7 separate regions of the Mus musculus genome follow, and all the other regions are linked to region 1. The links are chromatin contacts, called in public HiChIP or PLAC-seq and promoter capture Hi-C maps. All regions are on one chromosome and are shown on one strand. Each heading gives the region's core, a stretch centred on a gene start, on an enhancer-like site or on the middle of the called end of the contact. The rest is flanking DNA. Distances are from core to core; before and after follow the strand shown.

Evidence for each region. Promoter capture Hi-C pulls out the DNA fragments that hold promoters and counts their contacts. HiChIP or PLAC-seq counts read pairs in DNA pulled down with a chosen protein or histone mark.
Region 2: a contact with region 1 is called in a promoter capture Hi-C map of embryonic stem cells, with 4 times the contacts expected there. The contact joins the promoter of Shisa7 here to the promoter of Zfp78 in region 1. A contact is called at or near these places in 2 of 39 promoter capture datasets (cranial neural crest and embryonic stem cells).
Region 3: a contact with region 1 is called in a promoter capture Hi-C map of embryonic stem cells, with 4 times the contacts expected there. The contact joins the promoter of Isoc2a here to the promoter of Zfp78 in region 1. A contact is called at or near these places in 2 of 39 promoter capture datasets (cranial neural crest and embryonic stem cells).
Region 4: a contact with region 1 is called in a promoter capture Hi-C map of pre-B cells, with 3 times the contacts expected there. The contact joins the promoter of Sbk2 here to the promoter of Zfp78 in region 1. A contact is called at or near these places in 2 of 39 promoter capture datasets (cranial neural crest and pre-B cells).
Region 5: a contact with region 1 is called in an H3K4me3 HiChIP or PLAC-seq map of embryonic stem cells, with 5 times the contacts expected there. The contact joins the promoter of Zfp579 here to the promoter of Zfp78 in region 1. A contact is called at or near these places in 4 of 39 promoter capture datasets (the 3T3-L1 cell line, cranial neural crest, hippocampal neurons and 1 more) and 1 of 115 datasets of contacts at active chromatin or transcription factors (embryonic stem cells).
Region 6: a contact with region 1 is called in an H3K27ac HiChIP or PLAC-seq map of extraembryonic endoderm stem cells, with 5 times the contacts expected there. The contact joins the promoter of U2af2 here to the promoter of Zfp78 in region 1. A contact is called at or near these places in 10 of 39 promoter capture datasets (the 3T3-L1 cell line, cranial neural crest, embryonic stem cells and 6 more) and 5 of 115 datasets of contacts at active chromatin or transcription factors (astrocytes, embryonic stem cells, extraembryonic endoderm stem cells and 2 more).
Region 7: an H3K4me3 HiChIP or PLAC-seq map of stem cell-derived neural progenitor cells shows a contact between it and region 1, with 4 times the contacts expected there. The contact joins the promoter of Rasl2-9 here to the promoter of Zfp78 in region 1. A contact is called at or near these places in 2 of 39 promoter capture datasets (cranial neural crest and embryonic stem cells) and 1 of 115 datasets of contacts at active chromatin or transcription factors (stem cell-derived neural progenitor cells).

What each region holds. Positions count from the first base shown.
Region 1 is chr7:6,361,590-6,365,049 of GRCm38.p6, forward strand. It overlaps Zfp78 (zinc finger protein 78), which reads left to right and starts at 1,719. Exons shown (of 5, transcript NM_001025163.1): 1 at 1,719-1,758.
Region 2 is chr7:4,842,887-4,846,346 of GRCm38.p6, forward strand. Shisa7 (shisa family member 7) reads right to left here and starts at 1,810. Exons shown (of 6, transcript NM_172737.4): 1 at 1,719-1,810. It overlaps Isoc2b (isochorismatase domain containing 2b), which reads right to left. Exons shown (of 6, transcript NM_026158.2): 6 at 2,074-2,479. The coding sequence ends at 2,384. Gm36127 (a long non-coding RNA gene) reads left to right here. Exons shown (of 2, transcript XR_881804.2): 2 at 1,897-2,099.
Region 3 is chr7:4,875,547-4,879,006 of GRCm38.p6, forward strand. Isoc2a (isochorismatase domain containing 2a) reads left to right here and starts at 1,507. Exons shown (of 6, transcript NM_001101598.1): 1 at 1,507-1,647.
Region 4 is chr7:4,962,624-4,966,083 of GRCm38.p6, forward strand. Sbk2 (SH3-binding domain kinase family, member 2) reads right to left here and starts at 1,783. Exons shown (of 4, transcript NM_001146329.2): 1 at 1,678-1,783; 2 at 308-562. The coding sequence starts at 560. It overlaps Sbk3 (SH3 domain binding kinase family, member 3), which reads right to left. Exons shown (of 4, transcript NM_001200041.1): 4 at 2,637-3,460.
Region 5 is chr7:4,994,580-4,998,039 of GRCm38.p6, forward strand. Zfp579 (zinc finger protein 579) reads right to left here and starts at 1,522. Exons shown (of 2, transcript NM_026741.2): 1 at 1,425-1,522; 2 at 1-333. The coding sequence starts at 331.
Region 6 is chr7:5,060,564-5,064,023 of GRCm38.p6, forward strand. It overlaps U2af2 (U2 small nuclear ribonucleoprotein auxiliary factor (U2AF) 2), which reads left to right and starts at 1,580. Exons shown (of 12, transcript NM_133671.3): 1 at 1,580-1,773. The coding sequence starts at 1,725. Ccdc106 (coiled-coil domain containing 106) reads left to right here. Exons shown (of 5, transcript NM_146178.2): 5 at 1-222.
Region 7 is chr7:5,124,455-5,127,914 of GRCm38.p6, forward strand. Rasl2-9 (RAS-like, family 2, locus 9) reads right to left here and starts at 1,496. Exons shown (of 1, transcript NM_009028.2): 1 at 488-1,496. The coding sequence starts at 1,475. The coding sequence ends at 825. It also overlaps the pseudogene Gm47692.

The sequences.
Region 1 (3,460 bases), core at 469-2,968:
TATTTGTTTCAGCTTTTAATACAACTATCGATTTCTTGGTTCTTCAATGCAGGGTTAATTTCTAGTTTGGCAAAAGGCAGAAAAAAAAATCTGACTCTTGGGGTTGGGGATTTAGCTCAGTGGTAAAGTGCTTGCCTAGCAAGCCCAAGGCCCTGGGTTCGGTCCTCAGCTCCGGAAAAAGGAAAAAAAAAAGAAAAAAAAAGAAAAAAAATCTGACTCTTATATTTTGGTTCCTATGACATTGTCGTATTTGCTGCTTCCAACATTATGACATTCCCATTTTGTAGGTGAAACATATGCTGGTTTGCTGATCCCAGAGGTGATCAACATGAGTGGGAGGGAGGAGACAATCAGATGTAGAATAGTGGCTGTTTTTATTGTAGCAAAGCTTTCCCGCAAAGATCAAACTTCCAAGCCTTGCGTCGTGGGGGCTCACACCATTGATTTCAATTTGGAAGAAAACGAATGGATACAGAAAGATCAAGAGTTACCCATTTCGGAGGTTAGTCTGGGCTAACCACCTCAAATCTCCCTCTACAAAAATTATAATCTCAAAAACTAACAATAAAGATCGAGCTTGGTTAAGTAAGGGACAGTGACATCAAGGAGGCTCACAAAAGAGTGTGAGGGAAGCCTCACGAAAGGGTGGGGAGCCTAACAAAGAGCTGGCGCAAGACTCGCCCTAACCGACACGGCTAGGAATCCTGGGCAACCCTTCTGTATAATCACGCACTCAGCCACACACTGTCACAGCTCCAATCCGTTCTGCAAACAGTCTTAAATGGTGCCTTTCTCCTCAAATTCTGCCCTTTTTCTCTGACTCCTCTGAGAAGCCGCCCCTTCTCCTTCAAGCCCCGCCCTCACCTCGGGCTGCGGGGAGAACCTCCCTACTTGCTAAGCCCTGCCCCTCATCTCAGAATGCTGTAAACCCTCCCCTTTTCTGCTTAGCGCCAGGCTCACCATGCACTACGCTGAAAACCTGCTCTTTCGCCTCAAGCCCCGCCGCCCTCTAGATTTTGCTGAGAACCCGCCCCTTCTATACTAAGTCCCGCCCTCTAGAATCTGCTGAGAACCCGCCCCTTCTTCAAGCCCCGCCTTCACCTCTGACTGTGAGGAGAACCGCCCTACTGGCTAAGCCCCGCCCCTTCAGATTGCCGAGAACCCACTCCTTCAATGCTTAGCACCGCCCTCACACGAGCCGCTGAGAACCCGCCCCTTCTCCTCCAAGCTCCGCCCTCACCTCCGGAGGCGGAGACCAACCGTTCTTGCTAAGCCCCGCCCTCACCTCGGATTCTTCTGAGAACCCGCCCCTCCTCTAATCCCTGCCCTCACCTCACCTCACACAGAGCTGAGAACCCGCCCTACTTGATAACCCCGCCCCTCACCTAATACGGATAAGCTCCCGCCCCTTACCCACTTAGTACCGCCCTCTCCAGGGACTCTGCTGAGAACACGCCCCTTCTCCACCAAGCCCCGCCCCTTACTCCAGTTTCTTCTGGGAACCTTCCTATCTAAGCCCAGCCCCTCACATCAAACTTCTGAGACCCTTGCTCTTCTCTGCTTAGCTTTGCCTTCACCCTCAGTCTAAGAAACTGTTCTCCGTAGTACCCGCTTCTCATCGCAGACTTCGCTGAGTACACGCCCCTTCAGCCCCACCTTTCTCAGATTAAGCTCTTAGGTCGTCGCTGGCAGAGGCTGCGCTTGCGCACACATAGCTTGTAGGAAACCTCCCAGCGTTCCTCGGTTGACAGCGTCTGGGTAAGGCAGCTAGCGGGCGCTTGTTAGGGAGTGGGAGCCCGAGCGCTGCGGGCAGGGGAGATCCTCGTGGTCCCTGTGTTTTCTGTCTGGAGGTAGGCAGGCGGTTGCGTGGAATCTAGGGGGCACGAAAGCTCAGACGACTGGGCGTCCGGATCTAAGTCTGTGCTTGGGTGTGCCAGGCCCGTGCGTGTGTGAAAGGAACTGGGCTGTAAGTTTTCGGTGTGAGAGAGGGAGACAGAGTCTGAGAGAAATAAGTGCTGTGATTGTGAGAGAACTGTGAAATGTATGATGATAAGTGTGTCTTCCAGTGATCTGCATTACAGCACTTAAATGCTTGGAATCTCCAAAGTAATAAATACCTTGTTGACTGCTCTTGATTGATGGCTGACAAGACTCAAGGTAGTTTCAGAGTCGGTGCTGATCATCGCAGACGCTAAACGGGATTAGAGGATCAGTCCCAAACCCCATCCAGGAGAGGACAGGAGCTGAGGTTGATCACCAGATGCCAGTCCTTTTGTTGATGTTTCGAGACAGAATGTCATGTAATCCAGCAGTCCTCAAACTCTTTATGTAAGTAGAGGATGAGTTTGGAACTCTGATCTTCCTAACTCAGCCTTCCAAGTGCTGTAATTACAGGCGTGTGCAACCCACACTCAGATAAATGATTTACACAGCCATGCTTACGTGATGAAGTGTCCATAGCGACTCAAAAGGAAAGGATTCAAAGAGCTTTCTGACAGGAGTATTGTATCCCTGCATAGAAATCCTGAGAGGCCGTTGAGGGAAGTGGGTAAAGTGAAGATAGGATTGTGTTGGAGACTTCAAGATGTTGGAGATACTAGAGTCGTGGGGTAGCTGCAGCCTGAGTGTGGAACCAGCCCAAGACAGAGAAGTACGTGGCAGTCAGCAAAGCTGAAAGGATTCGGAGATCTGAATGACACAGAGATGCAGAATTTAGAGTTTGCCCTGCTTGTTTTCCGTCTTTGTTCTTTGGTCCAGTATTGATTTTCTTATTGTGCTCCTTTCTCTCCCTTTTGGAATGTGTTTTTATTTTTAAAGATTTATTTATTTTTGCTTGTATGGATATTTTGCCTGCATGCACAAATATGTACACCAAATGCATGGCTGGAGGCATGGATCTCCTGGAACTAGAGTTACAGGCAGTTGTAAGCTGCCATGTGGGTGCTGGGAATTGAACCCCAGTCCTCTAGAGGAACATCCAGTGTTCCTAACTGCTGAGTCATTTCTCCAGCCCCACTTTTGGAAATAATGTGTATGCTTTGGCATTGTATGTTGCGAGCATGTGATCTGCTTTTTAATTTTGACTTTACAGGGCTACAGTTATGAGATTGCATGAGTCTCAGAAGAGATTTTGACTTTGGACTTTAGTGTTGAGACTGTGATAGACTATGAAGGCCTTTGAAGTTGAACTGAGTGCATTTTTGCATTATGATATGGCTACAAGCCTAAGGGGGCCAGGGAGTGAAATGTGCTGGTTTGAATAAGAATGGCCCTCATAGGCTCATATACTTGAATGCTTAGTCATCAGGCTACTACTTGAGAAGAATTAGAAGGTGTGGCCTTGTTGGAGTGGGTGTAGTCTTGTTGGGGTAGGTGTGGCCTTACTGGAGGAAGTATGTCACTGGAGGTAGGCTTTGGGGATTCAAACGCCCAAGCCAGGCCCAGTGGCTCTTTCTTCCTG
Region 2 (3,460 bases), core at 560-3,059, 1.5 Mb before region 1:
CACCTTGCTTGGTTCTCAAATCCAGCTCAGGACTTGAATGACACAAGGTGTTACAGAGAAAAAGAGCCAGCCTCGGAAAAGCAAGCCCCCAATAAGTCCTATCCCATCCCTGCCAGCTGGGGGTGGAGAATGCTGGCTAGGATGTCAGAAGTGGGCTGGGCTGGGTGGATCGGAGTGCCTCCCGAGGGTCCTTGCAGAGAACAGCAGCAGGTGGGGGGAGGCGTGGTGAGGACGCCTGAGAGCCGAGAAAGGGACGGAGGAACAGGATCCAGGAAGAGGGGAACGCAGACGAAAAGAGGAAGACAGAGATAGTCAGGGAAGAGACAGAAACCCGCAGAAGGTGGTACCAGAAGGATGGGTTAGTGATGGAAAGTAGACAGAGGCTGAGACACAGAGAGTAGGAGACCCAGAGAGAGAAACAGAGGCCCTGGGATTGGGAGGGGAAGTAAAAGACAGCGAGAGAAGTGAGATCTAGGGATGGGGAGGGCACAACCAATAAAGTCTAAAATGGCCCGAGTGGGGTCTGCAGGTGGCGGCTGAGGAGGTGGTGGTGGGGGCACAGATCAGGGAAGGGGGTAGGAGCATGTGGAAGGGGTTCCTAGGAATCTCAGGGATTAGGAAGTCGGTTTGAGGTGGGAATGCGGAAAGCAGGCAAGATTGGGGACCTGTAGAAGGAGGGAGAGGAGAGTAGCAGGTCCTGGCTACTGTGGCGCTGGGAAAGACCCCCAAATCCCTGCCTGCTAAGGATAGCGTGGATACCACATGCAGCGCTACTTTGTCTGGGCTGTCTGGGGTCCCTGCCTAGAGTCTCCGTCCATTCTCTTCTTAGGCCCCCTGCCTACGTGCAGCCGGCTGTCTTCTCTCTTTCTAACCTGGCTCTGCCGTCGGGTTTCTGTTCCTCTGCATCTCTGCGTCTGTCTAGGGCTCTGTCCGGATCTCTGTCTGGGCCCTCCATCCCCAACCTCCCCCGCCTGGATCTGTAGCCTCCTTGTAATTTCCACACCCAGTTCCTCTGTCAGGGGCTCTCTCAATCTCTGCTTGTCTGTCCCGGGATTCTGTCCCTTCTAAGTGTCTCATTCTCATCACTGCACTGTTCCCCGCCCTTTGAGCCCCTCACTCTTGAGCAGAGTGGGTGGGGGGCGCTGCGGAGGGAGCTGTGTGTTCCCAGCGCAAAATAGACTCCCGTTGCCATGGCGACGCGAGCGCGGCCTCGAGACGCAGGCTTCGGGCTGGGTGTGCGGAGGGGACACCTGGAACCGGAACGCGGGGGCCGGGGCTCCGACGCCCGTGTCCCAAGGGGCTCCGGAGGATGGATGGAACTCCTAGGTCCCCGGGGAGGGTGTACTGGGCTAGGTAACTTGTGGGAGGGGGCTGGGCTGCTAGGATCTGCGGCGGCGGTGGGTGAGTTTGATTGTCAATGGGGTTGGACTGGTCCTTGCATCTCTGGTGGACACGGGATGCCTTCAAAGGCCCCCAGGCTGGGGATGGAGTCTGCGAATCTCGGGTGAGGGTTTGACGCGGTGGAGGCGGAGGGGCGTCTGTAGAGTTTGAACACTCTGATCTCCAAGGGGCTGCAGAATTCTGCGTCTTGGGCGAGTAAGGACCACGGAGCAGCAACTGTCCATCCCATCCATTCACATACTTGTCCATTCCTCCCCATCCCTCTTTTTCCCCCGTGCCTCAGTTTACCCCTCCTCACCAGGTACGGATGCGCTCACCTCACTTTCCGGATGCGGGACCTTCAGGGAATCGGGGGTGGCAGCGTGGGGGCCAGCCAGGGTAGGCAGAGCGAGCGCGTGTCTGCCAGCCCGCGGGGCTGGGCGCGCGCGCGCTGATGGGGGTGGGGGCGGCAGGCTGCGTGGTGGGGACCCTGGCCGGCAGCTCTTTCTTTTGCAGATGCGCACCGGCCCCAGTGCAGATGTGGCCGCTGCCAGCCCTCGCCTGTGTCTCGCGCCGGCTTGGAGCTTGGAGAGGCGCCTCCCCCACCCCACCTGGAGGAGACCCCACTTTCTTCCTCCCACAGACCCTTGTAGCCCCCGTGATGCCCCCTAAACCCAATAATGGTTCGGTCCTCAGTCACATAAATGTTTATTCTCCGAGACAGGGTCCCAGTTGTGACATTTGTTCCCCCTCCTTTTCCCGCTTCGTGAAGTGGCCCGGGGCCCAGCCCCACCTCCACCTTTCTCTAAACCAATTCCCACCCAGCATCAAGGAATTTCATTTGCATTTCCGGGACCAGCTGCCCAATCGGAAGACAGAACCACGCCTCCTCTCCCACGGGGGCGGTTCTCCTGGCGGACTGCACCACTCTTGGGATCCATGGATGAAGGAAAAGTCATCCATCAACGTCTGGGTGACAAGGAGGGTGGGTGCTTCCTTCAAGTCAGGTCCTGGAGTTGGGCAACAGGGAGTTTTTCTTGCCTTGGAAGAAGCCTAACAGTCCGATGTCTGTGACTGGCTCCTTGAGGATCTTCTGAATCTGCAGGCAAAGGAGATGAGGAAGTGAAGAAGCCCTATCTCCGGAATAGAGAATCTGAGGAGCACCTCTTCATCTTGATCTCCCTTATTCTGACAGCATCGCTTCTCCAGTCAACTACTTCTTTTTCCTGTTTTCCAGGTGACCTCTCCCTCACACTTGCCTGGTTGAGCTGTTCCCCGCCATCTTGGTATGCTCTTGCCTTGGGACCACTAAGAGCAGATGGTTTGGGTTATCTTGTCTACCTCCATGTCCATCTTCTTCACTAGTCTCATCTTTCCTGGGTCATTCCTTTAGCTCTCAGCTCTCCCACACACAGACCCAACGAACTCATGAACTCTCAACGAATTTACACAACTCTCTCTTGGTGGAACAAGAATAATCAACCACATTACTGGCAATCAAACAGTCCAGCCAAGTTTATCTCCAGAAAATTATACCAAAAAATGCAAATCCTGCACCTCCACTTCTCTTCCCTGGTTAAACCCCACCACTGTTTATGGGATTTGTTGGTTTCCCTTCTTTGTCCCAGGCCACATAATGTAATCTTTTGACTATTCACCAATTTGATGGTGGCCAGCTCCTGTACTCTTTCTTTCTCAATGAAGCATAGTTGAGGTTTATTAAAGATATTTTAATATAGAGTTTAGGAACAAAGAGAGGTGCTTTTTCTCTTGCTTGTGGCCCCAGTAGTCTATGGAATTTCCTGGTAAGAAGATAAACACCAAAGCATGGATGTAGACTTCTCTAAAAGGGAGCTGACTCCTAACCTGCGCGCGCACGATCTGCGGCAGAGGACAGCACTCTCCCCACATGAGTTTTATTTCTTTGTTGATGTTGATTTGGTTGGGATAGAACCCAGGGCCTTGCCAAAGCTAGACAAGTACTCTGCAGACTGCGTGTGTGTGTGTGTGTGTGTGTGTGTGTGTGTGTACGTACATGTTTATGTGGGTATGTAAATGTATGTGAGAGAGAAAGAGACAA
Region 3 (3,460 bases), core at 257-2,756, 1.5 Mb before region 1:
AGGGGTTTCGACCCACGGGTTGAGAATCACTGCCCTAGAGACAGCCTCTGGAACTTTCATTGACTTTGCTCAGTGTTGAGTTCTGGGGCCTAGTATACAGTAGTTATACAATAAATGCATGCCAGTAGTGCTGGAACCTAGCCTTGGGGCCTCCTGCCATCTACTCTGAAAATCTGGCTATATAGGAACCTCCAGCAGTAGGGCCTCCAGTTGTGGGGACCAGGTGTCCCTGGGCTGCAGCCCCAGGGAATGTATAAACAGAAGTCTCACTGCGTACAGATCTCAGGGCCCAGTTGAGAGACCCCGAGGGACTGCACGGGCTCTAGGATGCACGGCTGAATGTTCTGAAGTAGAAATACAGATCAGAGCACACTCCTCAAGTGTGCAAAGGACTGGATGGCTGACGGTTCCAGAATGAGAGGTCACCCTGGGAGTGCGGGTGAGCCCTAACACCGTGCTTGTCTTATGGGGTAGATGGGTAGACTCCGGAGCCTGTAGCTTGCTGGTTAAGAACTGATACAGAAAGACAAAGTGCAGACAAGAGGGGAGGGTGCTCGTTGGGCGTCTCCTACATGACCAATTAAAACATAACTGGGCCTGAATATAAAACAGACAGTGTATGGGTGCAGAGGCAGAGGAAAGTGCCTGGAGATAGATAGCCAATTAGGGGAACAAAAGCCTCTTTAGCAAGGCGAGACTAGGCAGAGTCAACCTCAGCGATGAATGTTGAGGGCTTTTAAATGGAGACTTGGGAGGGGGTTGCATTGGCTGGAAAGAGAGGGATCCTGTCTCTGAGAGGGGTGCCAGTACCTCCAGGCCACAGGTCAATCACTTCACCTCCAGGCTCACACCCTACTCCAGAGCTCCCTCCAGAGGGGTGAAATTGAGGCCCAAATGACTCCTGGGAACAGGAAGCCTGGCCTCTGTAGAATCCATGGAATCCTGAGATTCATCAATGGCATGCCTGCTTGTATCTACTTAATTTTTCCCATCTATTTATTCTGTGGTGTGTGTGTTTCTGTCTTTGCATACGTGCCTGCGCCACATCAGGTCTGCAGAGGTCAGAAGACAAGTTGCAGGACTCAGTTCTCTTCTTCCAAAATAAGGGTTCTAGAGATTTCTACAGAAATCAGGTCCAGACCTTGCTGAACCCTGCAAGCCAGTCTTTTAGTGGGGTTCAGGGAGCAGGCTTTCAGTGTGTAGCCCACGATGGTGCAGGTACCTTTAGCTCAGATAAGAAAGGCAGGTTGTAACTGTGAGGCGCAGCAATAATACAAGGTGCAACCTGATAACCTCTACCTTCATTCCCAGTTAGAATCTGAGCTCTCAGCAGAGGCCGCCTCTCAAGCCCTCATCGGCTCTTCATTGGTTCTGTGCGCTATCTCTCCACCCCTTAGGCTTCTGCGGACCAATCAGATTCTCATGACTGACCCGCCTTAGCCGCCCCTCCCCCTTACAGGGCGCAGCCGAGGCGCGAGCTGATTGGCCTGCTCGGGAGGGAGGGGTAGACACGTAAGGGGAGCAGACCTCGTGTCCAAAGTGGGCAAAACGGTGACCCAGCCCGGAACTAGTGACAGTCCAGTGGGGGAGAGTGCGCTGAAGGGACCTAGTGGAGGGACTTGCTGCACTCGAACCTGGTACCGCCGGGTAAGTCCAACTGCCCGTCCTTACAGACGGAGGAAACGGAAGGTTTGCGGGGTGTCCAGCTGAGGAGGGGCTCCAGTTGGTCTCAGGATGGATCATCAGGGAGGAACTTCAAGCTTCTCCAGAGCTAAGTTTTGTATCAGCCCCAGGAGTGGGCGATTCTCACGCCCATTTCTTCCAAGAAGAAAAGCGTCCCAGAGACACAGAGCTTAGAAATCTGGGTTCCTGTAGTGGTGTGCAGTAACCACTTGCCCAATTAAGCAACCTCATCCCCAGTCTGTCCGCAGGAGGTCACTTACCCCAGCCTAAGACAGGTTTCCTTTACTGAGCTGAGGCCTCCTTCCAGGACCCCCACGATGTCCCGAAATCTCTCTGCAGTCTAGACACCCTCTTCACTTTTCACACGCGCGTCCCACCTCCACTCTTTCATTGTCTCCCTTAGATTGGTTATTTTCTGTCCCAGCTCTCACCCAGGTTCCGTTTCGTCTGCAGATCATACCTAGCTGGCCTGAACTTTTTCTTTCTTTTTTATTCTCTCAGATACTACATCTCGACTGCAGTTTCCCCTCCTCCCTCCCTCCCCAACAGCCCTCCTTCCCTCCACTGCTCTTTCTTTTCCGAAAAGGGCATGCCTGCCCTCAGACGCCAACCAAACATAGCACATCAAATTGCAGTAAGACTGTGCACCTCCCCTAGTATTAAGTCTGGAGAAGGCCGCTCAGGATGAGGAAAGGGTCCCAAAAGCAGGAAAGAGTCAGAGACAGCCCCTCTCCCACTGTTAGGAGTTCCACTAGAAGACCAAGCTGCACAACCCAAACACATATGTAGAGGGCCTATATCAATCCCGTGCAGGCTCCCTGGTTGCTGGTTCAGTCCCTGTGAGCCCCTATGAGCCCAGGTTAGTTGATTCTGTGGGTTGTCTTGTTGTCTTTGACCTCTCTGACTCCTGCAATCTCCCCCTCTTTTCTGCAGGACTCCCCAAGTTCTTCCTAATGTTTTGATTGTGGTTCTCTTCATCTCTTTCCATAAGTTGCTGGATAAAGTGTCTCTGATGACAGTTGGGCCAAGCACCAATCTATACCATTAGGCATCTCAATTTTAAAAAAAATATTTATTGCTGCCAGGAGTGTTTGGTTCTATCCTAGGTCTCTGGGCTATCTAGCCTCCCAGGTAGTGGGTTGGGCTCCCTCTGGTGGCTTGGGTCTCCAGCTGGGCCAGTCATTGGCTGGCTACTCCCACCATTTCTGGGCCACCTTTACCCCAACACATCTTGTGAGCAGGACAAGTTGTAGGTCAGAGGTTTTGTGGCTGGGTTGGTATCCTAATCCCTCCACTGGAAGTCTTGCCTGATTACAGGAGATGGCTGGTTCAGGCTCCATATCCCCCCTGTCTTAGTTAGGGTTTTACTGCTGTGAACAGACACCATGACCAAGGCAAATCTTTTTTTTTTCCCCATTTTTATTAGGTATTTAGCTCATTTACACTTCCAATGCTATACCAAAAGTCCCCCATACCCACCCACCCCCGACCAAGGCAAATCTTATAAAAAACCAACATTTAATTGGGGCTGGCTTACAGGTTCATAGGTTAAGTCCATTACCTTCAAGGTGGGAGAATGGCAGTATCCAGGCAGGCATGGTGCAGGCAGAACTGAGAGTTCTACATCTTCATTCAAAGGCTGCTAGTGGAAGACTGACTTCCAGGCAACTAGGGTGAGGATCTTATACCCACACCCACAGTGACACACCCATTCCAACCAGGTCACACCTATTCCAACAAGGCCACACCTTCAGATGGTGCCACTCCCTGGTCCAAG
Region 4 (3,460 bases), core at 533-3,032, 1.4 Mb before region 1:
GCTTTGTTTGTTTGTTTGAGATGGTAATCTTTCTACGCAGCCATGGCTAACTAACCTGGAACTCACTGTGTAAATCCTAGGCCAGCTTCAAATTCACAACAGCCTTCCTGTCAGCCTCCTGGTCTCTCACCTTTTCAAAGGAAAACTCTGGGGCTCAGAGAGGTTAAAGCAACTCCCTGAAATGCACAGCCCAACAATAAAGTGGGGAAGGAAGATCTGACTGAGGTTTATAAGACTCCCTGGACTTGGCCTGAAATCTCTACTCTCAGCTGTACCCTACAGCATGCCTGTGTCCAAGATCCAGTACCTTTCTGGCGGTGAGTAACCAGCAGGACACGGCCGAACCGGCCCTGGCCCAGGGGACGCACTTCCTCGTACAGCTCTTCCACCTCAGTTTGGACCAGGGTCTGGGCACTCAGAGCCATCATGTCCTCCAAGGCCAGAGCAGCCTCCTGCCCCTGCTGCAGCTCCTCTACCGTTAGGCCTCCCAGGCCTTCATCACCTCCATCCTCCACAGTTGACACTTCCATTGGCTTGTCTTCTGACTGTTTGCCTGGCATTTCTGCAAGACAGACAAAAGGACTGTGACCCAGGACTCAGAGCTCGCTAGCCTATGCCTAGGGGAGGAAGAGCAAGGAAACCTGACTTCTGAGGGGTGAGGGCTGGGTCTAGATTCCTGGGTCCAAGGGAGGAGGGCCAGGGTCTGGGCTCCAGAGTCTGAGGGAAGGGGACCACAGTCTGGACCTCAAGGTTTAAGGGAGGAGGGCTGAGGGCTGGACTCCTGGGTCTGAGGGAGGAGGGCTGGGGTATGGACTCTAGGTTTGAGGAAGAAGTCTAGACCTGGACTTTCTCATCACCACTTCTTATTGTGACTCATTTCCATTCAGTAAGAGACCCTGAGGAGTGGAAAACAGTCACTTGTGTGAGGTGAGGTCAACTGAGAGGTCAGATGCCCCCCCCCCATTCCCACTGCCACCTGGTGGCCTGAGGGTGAAAGATGAACCAAGTCATCGAGACACCCCCCATCTTGTTTCCAAAGCAAACAGACTTGGGCCCAGAGTGGATGAGCGGTTTCTCTCCAAAGAGAAAACAGGTGCTCTCTGCCTCCAGGGAAGGGTGGGGCTCTCCACAGCTTGGGACACCCGGGTCCTGCCTGTAGCTGTCACTTGGACCTGTCCCAAGCCTTTAGCACTCAATCATTTTGTGGTTCAAGTCTCACAGCTCAGAAGCTTATCCCTAGACCCAGGGCTCGAGACCCCAGCACCCAGAGAAATAGACCCCAACCCTCCTCCTTCGAATTCAGGGCTCAGACCCCAGCCCTCCCTCCTCAGATCCAGGACTCCAGGCCCCATCCATCTACCCTCAGATCCAAGGTCCCAGACCTCGGCTCTCCTCCTTCAGACCCAAGCTTCCAGACTTCGGGCCTCCTCCCTTAGACCCAGGGTTCCAGCCCTCAGCCCTCCTCCCTCAGACTAGGGCTTCAAATCATAACTTATTACTGTCCCAGGAACTTCTAAAACTCACACAACTTGGGCCTTGGATTCTGTCCCCAACACTAAAGCACTCGATTGCTTCAAGGTGTCTCTTGTCCTGTCGAGGGGCCAGGACTCTTGCCACCTGTTTTCCTGTTCAACTGCAGCCTTCCCTCAGGCCGGTTAACCTTGCCCTACTTCTGACCTGGGCTCAGAGCTCCAGACTTCGCCTTCTCCAAGGCTTGTCTGATCCCTTTCTGCCTACTGCAGTTAGCGCCTTGCACTTCGGGGGTTCCTGCCAGCATCAGACTGCTCAGGAGCAAGTCCCGCCCTCACTCTGGGGGTTCGTAAAGCTCCGCCCTCTGCCCCGCCCCTTCTGCCCCCCATTGGGGGCAGAGCGACATCGTGTGTTGAATCCTAGTACTGGCTGTGGCTGGACCACACCAGTGTGGCTTAGCTCTCCTCCCTTGGACCCAAGGGTTCAGGAAGCCTTCTATCAGACCCAGAAATGCAAACCCCAGCTCTGCTTCCTCTCTTTCAGAGTCCACACTCCAGTCTTCATTCCTCAGATGGAAGAATCTAGAATGCATCCCTCCTATTTCAGACTAGAGAGGGTCTAGGTACCATCCTCTCTCCCTTATATCCAAGATCCCCTCCCCCAGCCCTCCTCCCTCAGACTCAAGGATCCGGAGCAGCCTTCCTCTCTCAGGCCCAGGATTCTAGACCCCAGCCATCTTCCTCAGGCCCGGAATCCCCGGAACGAAACTGCTTTCCTCAAACTCAGGAATCCAGCGCTCCTCCATTTGACCCAAGGATCTTGACCCTAGCCTTCTTTCAGATCTAGGGGTGCAGCCCCTGGCCTCTTCCCTCAAAAGGTCTCGGATTTTCTTTAATCTGATCCCATCTGCTCTGTTCCTCAGCTCCTGACTCTGGCGCCCTGTTGACAAACAAATCTTTTGAGAGGTGTATCCAGGAGCCATGCACTGGGGTCCTGTTTAGGAACAAAATAAGAGAGGATTCTAAAATGATGTCATGAGAAATGACCTCAGACTGGGGACCAGAAACAGGTGGCAGAGCAGCTGGGGATCGAGGATGACTGTACCCCTTTTGCGGGACAGCTGTTGGGTTTAAAGCACCGAGAACCACGTGGGTTCACTTCATTGTCCAAAATACACTTTTTATTTTGTAGATATTTTTAGTTTTACAAAAACAATCACAAAGGTCACACAGTTGTAAAAGACACACAGTTGCCAAGGTCCCTTGGACCCTTCACACAGCTTGCCCCAAGGTCAGCATCTTACCCAAGATTCATCACTAAATTAGCAAAGCTTTCAACAATAGTCATCCATCCTACCCACCATCTTTGTCCTCAAGGTCCTTTTCCTGTTCCCAAGTCCAGTCCGGGGCACCATGGTTCATTTGGTGAACTCACTGTTAAATCTAGAAAGTGTAGGTTCCTGGTTGGGATTATAGTTCTGGCTGCAGTCTTTGTTTTCCCTGCATGAACCTCTGGAAGCTCATATCCACCACTGTGTAAATCTCCATCATAACACAGGCCTGTAATCCCAGCATTGAGAGGTGGACGAAGGATGATCAGAAGTTCGAGGTTACCCTCTGCCACCTAGTGAGGGAACATCCTGGGATACAGAAAAACTTGAAAAATTTTTTAAGTATAAATTCCTGTGATGTTTCTAGTTTCTGCTGGGAGCTGGGGACTCCAGACACACAGAACTGGAGTCTGTGTGCTGTTTGGGACAAGGAAGAGCCATGAAACTAGTCCTGGCTCTCAGGATTGATGGGTCCCTGAATATAGATGGAGCTGGGTTATTCATAACCAGAGAACTTGGGGCATCTTGTGGAAATAGAAGATGGAAGGGTCTAGACCAGATGTTTGTGACAAGGACAGGAAGAGTAGACATAGGTATCTGGGAGGGCTCCAGGGATGGGAACGTTTCTGTAGGACAAGATGGAAGTCAAAGGTGCTAGGT
Region 5 (3,460 bases), core at 272-2,771, 1.4 Mb before region 1:
AGGTGCGTGGGCAGGCAGCGCAGCGCAGCGGGGGCTGGGGCCCGTGGCCACGAAGGTGGCGGGAAAGGTGGGCAGGCCTGCGGAAAGCTTTGGGGCACAGAGGGCAGGCATGGGGCCGGAGACCCGAGTGGCTCAGCCGGTGTCGAGACAGGTAGTAAGGGAAGCGGAAGAGGCGACCACAGGTTGGGCAGGGCAGAGGCGCCCTAGGGGCTCCAGCACCCCCTCTGCCACGACCACGGCCTCGGCCACGGCCACGGCCACGGCCTCGGCCTCGGCCACGGTCACGGTGAGGTGGGCTGCCCTGGGCGGGTGGAGGGGGCTGTGGATCCATGCCTGTGGGGAAAAGGGGAAGAGGCAGGGGTGGGGAGAAGAGATGAAAGATGTGGGGTGAGGTGAAGAGGAGAGCAGAGGTACAGGGCAGGTAGATCCACAGTTCAGAAGAGGATACAGATGAAAGTCGGGAGAGGAAGGTGGTGAGGAGGCAGAAGGGGATAGACACAGGAAAGGAGAGGAGAGAGTTGTGGAGACGTAGGAAAGGGGGGCCAAGTTCAGGAGAAACACAAAGGAGAGAGATAGAGAGAAAGAAAACATAGATATCAGAGGTGGGAACGGTCAGGAAGACAGAACAAGACACATACAGAGGAGACACAGGGAGACAAAGTCAGCCAATTGATTTTGCTCTAGTGCCCTGGGGCTTGAACATTCCTGGAGGGGCTGGGAACCAGTCCACCCTTGGGGCCCAAGTAGGGTGGGATTCAAAGTCAAGAGGCCCTGGAAATAAAAAGTCCATAAGTCAGGGGCTGGGAGGGACCAGTGGGTAGCCGGGCTTAAGCCCCTGGGTCTGTGAGAGGAGAGCTGGGGTCTGGATTCCTGGGTCTGAGGGAGGAGGAATGGGGTCTGGATTCCTGGATCGGAAGGAGGAGGGCTGGGGTCTGGGCTCCTGGGTCTGAAGAAGGTCGGGGTCTGCACTCCTGGGTCTGAGGGAGGACCTGGACTCCTGGGTTTAAAGAAGGGCTGATTTCTGGATCCCTGGGTCTCAGGCAAGAAGACTGAAAGGTAGGACTCCTGGGTCTCAGATAGAACCAGATAGGCGAACTAGACTCTTGCAGGTAGACGCAGCCTCTGAGTCCGGGTGAAGGAAGAAGCTGGGTAAGGGGCCCTGACTCACAAGACAAGGGGGAGGAGTGGACTGGGAGCTGGGCTGCAGAAAATCCTCAGCGAGAAAGCTGTGGCCAGACCCCTGGCCGGGCGTGGTGTCGGGGGAGGGCGTGGAACCTGCCGGCTGTCGGGGGATCTAGGTCCAAGAGGGGGTCTATCTGTTCCGGGTAGGTGTGATCTGCAGAACTAAGGCAGCGGGTCGAGGCCTTGCAGATTGCTCTGCGCAGGGCCTGGGGCTCGCCCCAGTCTCAGGGAGCCGGTCTTACCTCCACCTCCTGCGCTCCTTTCTTCCTTCCCTGCGGCCGGGCGATCGCGGACAGTGGTGGCGGAGAGGGAGGGGGTTGAGCGTAGTGGGAGGGGTGGGGGTGGAGAAGGAGGCTGGGCTCGGTGTTACAGCCTAAGCCTTCCCCCCGGAAACCCGGTGCTTGGTCGGAGGCCAGAAGAGGAAAGACTGGCTGAGAAGCCGGAAGCGGAGGGCCAGGGACCTGGTGGGGGTGCGGGGGGGGGGGGGGCGGGAGCAGAGGAGGGAGCTGCGGCTCCTGGATCCCGGGAGGGGAAGGGGCTGAAGGCCTGTCCTTTGGACCCTCAGAGGAGGAGGAGGCTGCAAGCCTGGGAATCTGGATCCAGCTTTCCACCCCTCCTCCATTTCCCAGCAGATAACACATATTCATTCATTCTTTCAACAAACAGGCATTTATCAAGCCCTGCCGGTGCCAGGCACTGTGCTGGCTGCTGGGTCTGAAGAAGGCAGAGATGGAGATGAACGAAGCAGTGAGTGATACAGGCTTGAGAGTGAACATCAATGATACAAGGAGTGCACCTCTATGATCGAGCCTGACTCTCACTGTCCCTTGGTTGCCTGGGCAAGCAATTCTCTCTTCTCCGAGCCTCAGTTTCTCCCTTTATGGTAAGCCCCAGGATCACAACCCGACCAGTTTTATCAGAACACCTACTGTGGGCTGGCTCTGTCCTTGGTGCTGGATCGATAAAGGCAAAATTCATACTATGATGAAAAGGGACAAACAAGAGTCAGTCACAGACGGTGTGACGAGGGAAGCTCTTGTTTTGGGCAAAGTGCTGTGGAATGAAGGGGATGGAAGAGACAGTGAGCTGGCTTTCAATGGGAGTGAATGCCATTCCTCTAGTCTTCCTTGGCAACTACGTTTCTGGAACTTGGAGCTTTAATGTTTCAGCCTGCTACATGGGCCACATCTCAAAGTATATATGATGGAGAAAAAGGGCCGTTTCAGTTATCTGCCTGCATTACAGTGTTGTTTTCTTTAGGGTTAACTTCATGCCAAACATAGTTGGCAAGAGGCTGGGTAAACTGTTCCTTTTGTACGTGTCTGGGTGAGTAGAGGTTTGGAAAGCTTTGATATGCTAGTAATTCCAGGAATTTACCCTTGAGAAACCAGAAACATGCAGTATTATACTTGTGCCAGTCCATTGCGGCTGCTTTCTTTTTCTTTTTAAAAACATTTCAGGGGGCTGGTGAGATGGCTCAGTGGGTAAGAGCACCCGACTGCTCTTCCGAAGGTCGGAAGTTCAAATCCCAGCAACCACATGGTGGCTCACAACCATCCGTAACGAGATCTGACGCCCTCTTCTGGAGTGTCTGAAGACAGCTACAGTGTACTTACATATAATAAGTAAATAAATAAAATCTTAAAAAAAAAAAAAAAAAAAAACATTTCAGTATAGGTATTGTGGGCTGGCAAGATAGCTCAGTGCAAAGGCGCCTGACTCGTGGCTGATGATCTGAGCTATCCAGGACCCACAGAGTAGAAAGAGATCACCAAACCGATTCCTGTGGGTGGGCCTCTGACTTCTCCACCTGTGTGTCTGCACACACATATACATAAACATACATTCACATATGTACAAACACACCCACCCATACATACAACACACATATACACACATATAAACATACATAAACACACAGACACAAATGTACACATACACATTAAATAAACAAATACAAATGTAGGGCTGAAGAGACAGTCCAGTGCTTGAGAGTATTGCTGTTCAAGAGGGCCAGAATTTGGTTTCCAGCACCCAGGCAAGCCCCCACCCCCTGTATAACTTCAGCTCCAACACCTTTTGTCTTTTGAACACATACACGCAGAGGGGCATATTGCCAAAAAATAAAAATAAATTGAAGTTAGATTCTGTTACATTTATTATTTATGTATGTCGGGTGCACACACAGCACAGTGCATATATGGAGGTCAGAGGTCAGTTCTCTCTCCACGATGTGGGTCCTGTCCTAGGATCAAATTCAGGTGATTAGCCTTGGGGA
Region 6 (3,460 bases), core at 330-2,829, 1.3 Mb before region 1:
CTAGGTCGGCCTTCCCGGGGCACCGCCAGGGCTAGAAGCTGCCCTTCCTGAGCACTGGGCCCTGCTTCTCGGCCGCACACGCTAGGCACCCCGTCTCCATTTCACCCCGCAGGGGCTGCCAGCTAGGCCTCCTTAGCCAGGAGTAGCCCATCTGCATCCCATGCAAAGACAGAGTATTATTCTGAGAGTTTAAATTAAAGAGACATGAAAATTTTCAATAAACTGGGCCCCAGGTCTTACTAGGAAGGGAATATGCTGGGAAGGGGTGGCCGTCGCCACGGAGACTGGGACAGGAGCGCTCAGCCAGAAGCCTCTAGAGAGGTTGGGGAGGGTAGGGTGTAATTAGCCCCAGGAGGCAGAGGTGGGAAGCGGAGCAGTAGGAGAAACTGAGGTAAGACGACTTTAAGAAGGCAGCGCCTGGGGCATTGATTCAATGAACGTTTAGCTGAGCCAGCCCGGAGGAGGTACCGGGGCGCTGGGTAGACTCTTTTCCGCCTGCCCGCCAGGGGTCAGGAGATCTCTCGGAGGTGTCACATTCGGCGCTTGCGCAGCAGGAGCAGGGGCGGACAATTTAACGCGATTGCCTTGGCAACCGGGAGAGAGCAGTCAGGTTTAACCGTCTTGAAGTTAGTGCCTTGGGGGCTGAGGTTGGCGGTGGGGGAAGGGGTGTGTGGGAGGAGATCGGGCGCACGCGCAATGTGGATTTAGAATGGCGGATCCTCCGGAGCGCTGAGAAAAACGTGCCCTAGACCGCTACGCAGGCGCAGAAACCCCTCTCCAATCACCGTGCGCAGGCGTCCCAAGCTGAGCTAACAACCTCCGCAGCGGCCTCGAACACCCTTTGTCGCACTGGCTGCTACTGTCCCACACACTTTCTCTGGCCTTCCGCGAGGTCAGTTTTTTCAGTTTTCTCCTAGAGAGCTAGGGACCGAAAGCTGAGACCCCGCCCCCTCCCCCGTAGCTATCTGGCCCACCTCCCATCAGTCCTCCCTCCCTTTTCGGGTCTTTAAGCCGAAAGGAGCCGAAGCAAGAGCGGAAAGAGCCGAACTTCCCTCCTGGGCGTGAGACCTTCCCGAAGCAGTGGCGGAAGGGACCGATATTCTCCGGAAGGGGCGGAGTGACCCTGTGGCGCCTCCGGAAAGAGCCGAAGACTAGAATCGGGCTTAATCTCTAGAGGGGCGGTGAGCGAGCGCTGGAAACCTTCGGAAAGAGCCGAAGGCCCGGACGGTTAGGATTGTTGGAAGTGACTGACCGCTTGGACAGGGTCGGCGAGGGGTGGGACGGATTTCCAGAGGAGGCCAGAGACAGACGGTTTGAGTTGTAGGAAAATCCGTGTCTTTAGAGGGGGCTGGTGTCGGGGAACGCGAAGACTCGCGGAATCCTCCGAACGTTGAAACGCTAGTTTCCGAAAAGTTACCGAAACTCGGGCAGCCGGCATAATCCTCGCTTCGGGTGATTTTGACGGCGACCGCCGCCTTCCGACTGCTCCGTCCGAGAACAGCCGACAGGCTTCGGAGCCGAGCTCGGGGAAGTTCCGGGGGGGGGCGGGTCGGGCGGGACGAGGGGGTGGAGCCTGGGAGGGGCGGGGCTTGGGGCTTGATTAGGTAGGCGACGGAGTGCCGGCGGGGGCCGGAAGTAGCCGAAGCCAGCGGCGGAAGTAGCCGGAGCGGGCGGGCGGCAAGGCGAGGCGAGAGCTGCACAGGGCCCTACGCGGCCGCCTAAGCATGTCGGACTTCGACGAGTTCGAGCGGCAGCTCAACGAGAATAAACAAGGTGAGGGCGCCGGGGTTGTGGGGTGGCTTCTTGCTTCGCCCTGTGCCCCCCCGCCATTTCCCTCTCTTGTTCGCTTCCCTAGGGCCGCACGCTACCCCCCCACCCCCCCGTCCGTGCCGCGCGCGCCGAGCTCACGTGACCTCCTCTCGGCGCTGAGGGAAGGGGTGGCGGGCGAGGCTCAGGGCGCGTGCGCGCCGCAATAGCCCGCGCCCACGTGGTCTCGGCGGAGGCGGCGCGTTTTGTTAAGTAGATGCCTTGAGAGCGCGCGGGATTCCGTAATGTGAAGCTTTTCTGTTGTCGTTTTAAATTTTTGTCTTTTACTTGAGAAAGATGAATTTTGGTCTCTAAATTCTGTCATTTTCTTTTGCTGCCTTGGCACTTCCGCTTCCGGTCGTGCGTACTTTTCTTTTCTCCACGCCCCCTTTGTTTCCAAAATGGCGGTGGTGAATCAGCCCCCCCCCCTCCTTTCCTTTTCCTTCACGTGGACTGGCAGTGCAATCTCCCGCTGCTTGTAGGTTTCGAGCCTGTTCATATTTTTTTGATTTCTCCAGAACTCTCCTACCTCGATGTTTCTGTCTCCGTCTCCGTCTCCGGCTTTGCGGTGTCTTAGATAAAAATGTGTCCTACACTTGTTTGCCCGCCAAAGAGGGAAGTCTGCGTTCTTTGTGCTCCTGTTGAGCATAAATCATGTATGCCTTGGGGCTTTTTTTGGCGGCAGACAATATCTGTTTTCCATATCCCTAACAATCCCTAAACTTATCGGTTTTAGGCAAAGCCCAGGTCCTGTATCATTCCAAACTCGGGTACCTAAAGCCAGTTACACTATAGGGATTGTAAAATATTCAACAGAATGGGGAAGAGGGAGCTGGCCCATTAACAGGTTAGTGGAGGCAGGTGCTCCCAAGGTAAGATCTTGTACTATGAATTTGGATCAGAAAGGCAAGCAGGCTATGTTGGTGCTGGCGGATTTAGGGATACCGAGGAAAACGTTGATTTACAAGACATTCTCTACAACCTCTTCTTTTTTGAGACCGAAGAGTTTAAATTTCTTGAGGGTTGAGACTTAAGCTGTCTTGTGTTGGGGCACTGGATGAGACCTTGAGAATTATTTGAAATGAAGCTGGAATTGAGGAGAGAGTAGCTAAAACAGTACACGTGGAAAAGTAATTATTCTGAGTGTCCTTGGTGAGCTTTTCTGCTTTGAGTAGTGTATTGCTTTAGAGTATAGGGCTTAGGGATTGAACATACCTGAGTTCAAATACCTTCATTACTCTTTATCTGACAGTCTAATCTGTTACCTGTATGCTGATCATCGATGCTTTGTTTACTGGGTTTTTGAAATTAGTGGTACATACTGACTATAGTTGTAATTAAACTCCTTCCTTGTCAAGGCAAGGAAATTTGTTAAACTCTTAAAATCTGCTTTTTTCTGAGAAGGTTTCAGGTTTCTGTGTAGCCCGAGCTGTCCTTGAACTCACAGAGATCCTCTTGCCTCTGCCTTCTGCTTGAGGTGTGAGCCACCACCACCAGGCTCTAAACAGTTCTAAGTGAATTACTTGTAACAGTCTTCTGAGGACAAAATAGTTTTCTGTTTATTGAGCAGGAAACTGAGGCTCATTTAGTTTTTATTTTTATTTTCTCTTAAGAGAAAATGCTCCAAGCATTAGTTGGAAAGCTGGAGCTGAGT
Region 7 (3,460 bases), core at 246-2,745, 1.2 Mb before region 1:
GCTCAGAAATTCTCTGGGGGCTGGCGAGATGGCTCAGTGGTTAAGAGCGCGACTGCTCTTCCAAAGGTCCCGAGTTCAAATCCCAGCAACCACAAGGTGGTCACAATCATCTGATGCCCTCTTCTGGAGTATCTGAGGACAGCTACAGTGTACTTACATATAATAAATAAATAAATCTTAAAAAAAAAAGAAATTCGCCTGCCTTTGCCTTTCAAATGCTGGGATTAAAGGCATTTAATTAAAGGCACCACCACTCCCGGCTTATCAGATTGCTTTATATTGCCTTTGCTATGTTTGGTATGTCTTTTGTATCCCTAGGCTCTCAAGGAGTTTTATGATAAAGAGGTGTTGGATTTTGTCAAAGGCCCTTTGTGCATCTAAAGATATGATCATGTTTTTTTTCCCCTTTTAATTTGTTTATGTGATAGATTACATTTGCTGATTTTATTTTTCTCTTTTTTAGAAGATATTTAGAAGATATTTCAAATATGAAATACAACTTTATTCTGATTCTAAATGAAAGAGTGGGAATGACAGTTACAAACAAGATTTCACCACTGACTATTGTGATGCTACGGTAGCAGTCTTATCTTTGAAATCCAGAACAACTCTGTTCCAGGGGGCTAAATACGCAAGTCCAAAAAAATGAAGGTGTATTTTAACTGCCACATTCACTCCGAAGCCCATTCATCTCCTTCAGCATCCCAATGAATTGCACGATCTCCTTTAGCTAAATAAGGTGGCACACACACTGCACCGCTGGCTGGCATCACAGGACAGTTGCCTAAAATAGACTTCTGACGCAGGGCTCCAGCTTCACTTTCTCACAGGTCATCTTCCTCATCTGGGAGAGCAGTCGTCTGAGCAACCTCTAAATCATGCTCGTACTGTGCTGCCAAAGCTGGGTCCATGACTACCTCAGGTGGGGCAAGAGCAGGCATGGCAACGAACTCCAAGTTAGGATCTCCAATGAGCTTTCTGGCAAGCCAGAAGAAAGGCTTTTCAAAGTTGTAGTTACTTCTGGCAGAAATGTCATAGTACTGAAGATTCTTCTTTCGGTGGAAGAGAATAGGTTTTGCCTTCACTTTCATGTCTTTAACATCCACTTTGTTGCCACACAATACAATGGGGATGTTTTCACACACACGCACTAGATCTTTATGCCAGCTAGGCACATTCTTGTAAGTAACTCTTGATGTTACGTCAAACATTATAATGGCACACTGGGCTTGGATGTAGTAGCCATCGCGCAGCCCCCCGAACTTCTCCTGACCGGCTGTGTCCCACACATTGAACTTGATAGGTCCTCTGTTGGTATGGAAGACTAATGTGTGCACCTCCACGCCCAGGGTGGCTACATACTCCTTCTCAAACTCTCCGGTCAAGTGGCGCTTCATGAATGTCGTCTTTCCGGTGCCGCCGTCGCCCACCAGGACGACCTTGAACTGGACCTGCGGCTCTCCCTGGGCGGCCATCGCGGCGATCCTGCCGGAGAGAGCGGCTGCTGCACGTGCGCCCTCTAAAGGCAGCGGCCGGGAAGAGCGCGCGGGAAGGCAGACTCTGTACCAGACTGTGGGGGAAGGGAAGCTGGGCACCGCCCGCCGCTGCGGTGCCCACCCGAAGGACAACCAACCCTCGTGTTGCGCTCTGCCGGGTCCTTCCAGCTACCTTCCAGGACTGATTTTCACTTACTGAACCATCTCTGCATTTCTTGGATGAAGCCTACTGAATTGTACCGAATCAAGGATTCATGACAGGGACACAGAGGAAGGCAGCTTGGCTCAGTGAACTGCCTGCCATCCTGAACAGATCTGTTAGATCTGAACTTTTCTGACAAAACTCCTTTTGCCTAAGCAACGGGCTGCACAATTTGTTTTTAGAGACAAAGGAAAAAAAAAAGGCGATCTTATGTCAAATATAAAAGAAATATAGAGCCGGGTGTGGTGGCGCACACTTTTAATTCTAGCACTCAGGAGGCAGAGGCAGGCGGATTTCTGAGTTCGAAGCCAGCCTGGTCTACAAAGTGAGTTCCAGGACAGCCAGGGCTATACAGAGAACCCTGTTTCGAAAAACCAAAAAAAAAAAAAAAAAAAAAAAGTATATATATATATATATATATATATATATATATATATATATATATGTGTGTGAAGGAATGGAAGAATTAAATGAGAGTCAGAGATTGAACTCTTGTAGAAAGCCAAGCTTGATATCATAGGTAGTAGGAAATTTTTTTTTTTTTTCAGTTACTGAAGCACTTTAATTTCTTTACACAATGACGTGTTGCTGGGGCCTAATGTTCTCACTGAACAGTAGAAAACCAAAATTTGTCATTTCTTAAAGAATTGAGTACAACAAAACCTTACATAAATTAAAGAATGAATACATTTACAGGTGTCGATGCAAACGTTCCCAACTCAAGGCAACTAACAACCGATGGTGGTCAGGAGGGAAGAAACCAGAACGGAAACTGGGTCCTAAGGCTCGGACTTTCCCACCCTGTTAGACTGGCAAGAAGGAGTGGTAACTGGTTCAGGAGCCCTTGCCAGCCTCGGGAAATCCTGGAAGTCTGCTGTTGGTTAATACCCTGCACAGATCACTCCGTGGTGCTCACAGAGATCCACCAGGCTGGGCCTTTCTCTTCCACTGCGTGTTCTCCCCAGCCCCAAGTGACCGAGCCACATGAACTAAGGACTGAATCAAGATATGCACAGGGTGTTAAACATATACCAAGGGAGCAGTTAACTTGAATACAAGGTCAAAAATCAGCAAGTTCTATGATCCAGTGCTGATATCAGATACACGCTTCAAGGACAAATTTCTTTTCAAAGGCTTATTCCAGTTTCATGAGGCTAGCATGAGGTGTGTACATTTGCCAGGGCAAATCGATACTTCAATACCAGCTCATGCAGCAGATGCCTGGCACCTGCTCAGTCCATCTAGAAGCATTTGCAGTGGACGATGGGCCCGACTCATCATACTCCTGCTTGCTGATCCACATCTGCTGGAAGGTGGACAGTGAGGTAGGATGGAGCCGCAGGTCCAGACTGAGTACTTGCGCTCAGGGGGAGCAATGATCTTAATCTTCATTGTGCTGGGTGCTAGGGCTGTGATCTCCTTCTACATCCTGTCAGCAATGCCTGGGTACATGGTGGTACCACCAGACAGCAGTGTATTGGCATACAGGTCTTTGCAGATATCCACATCACACTTCATGATGGAGTTGAAGGTGGTCTCGTAGATGCCACAGGATTCCATGCCCAGGAAGGAATGCTGGAAGAGTGCCTCCGGACACCAGAACCGCTCATTGCCAATGGTGATCACCTGCCCATCGGGCAGCTAGTAACTCTTCTCCAAGGAGGAAGATGATGCAGCAGTAGCCTTTTCTTGCTCAAAATCCAGGGCAACATAGCACAGCTTCTCCTTGTCACAATTTCCCTCTCAGCAGTGGTGGTAAAGC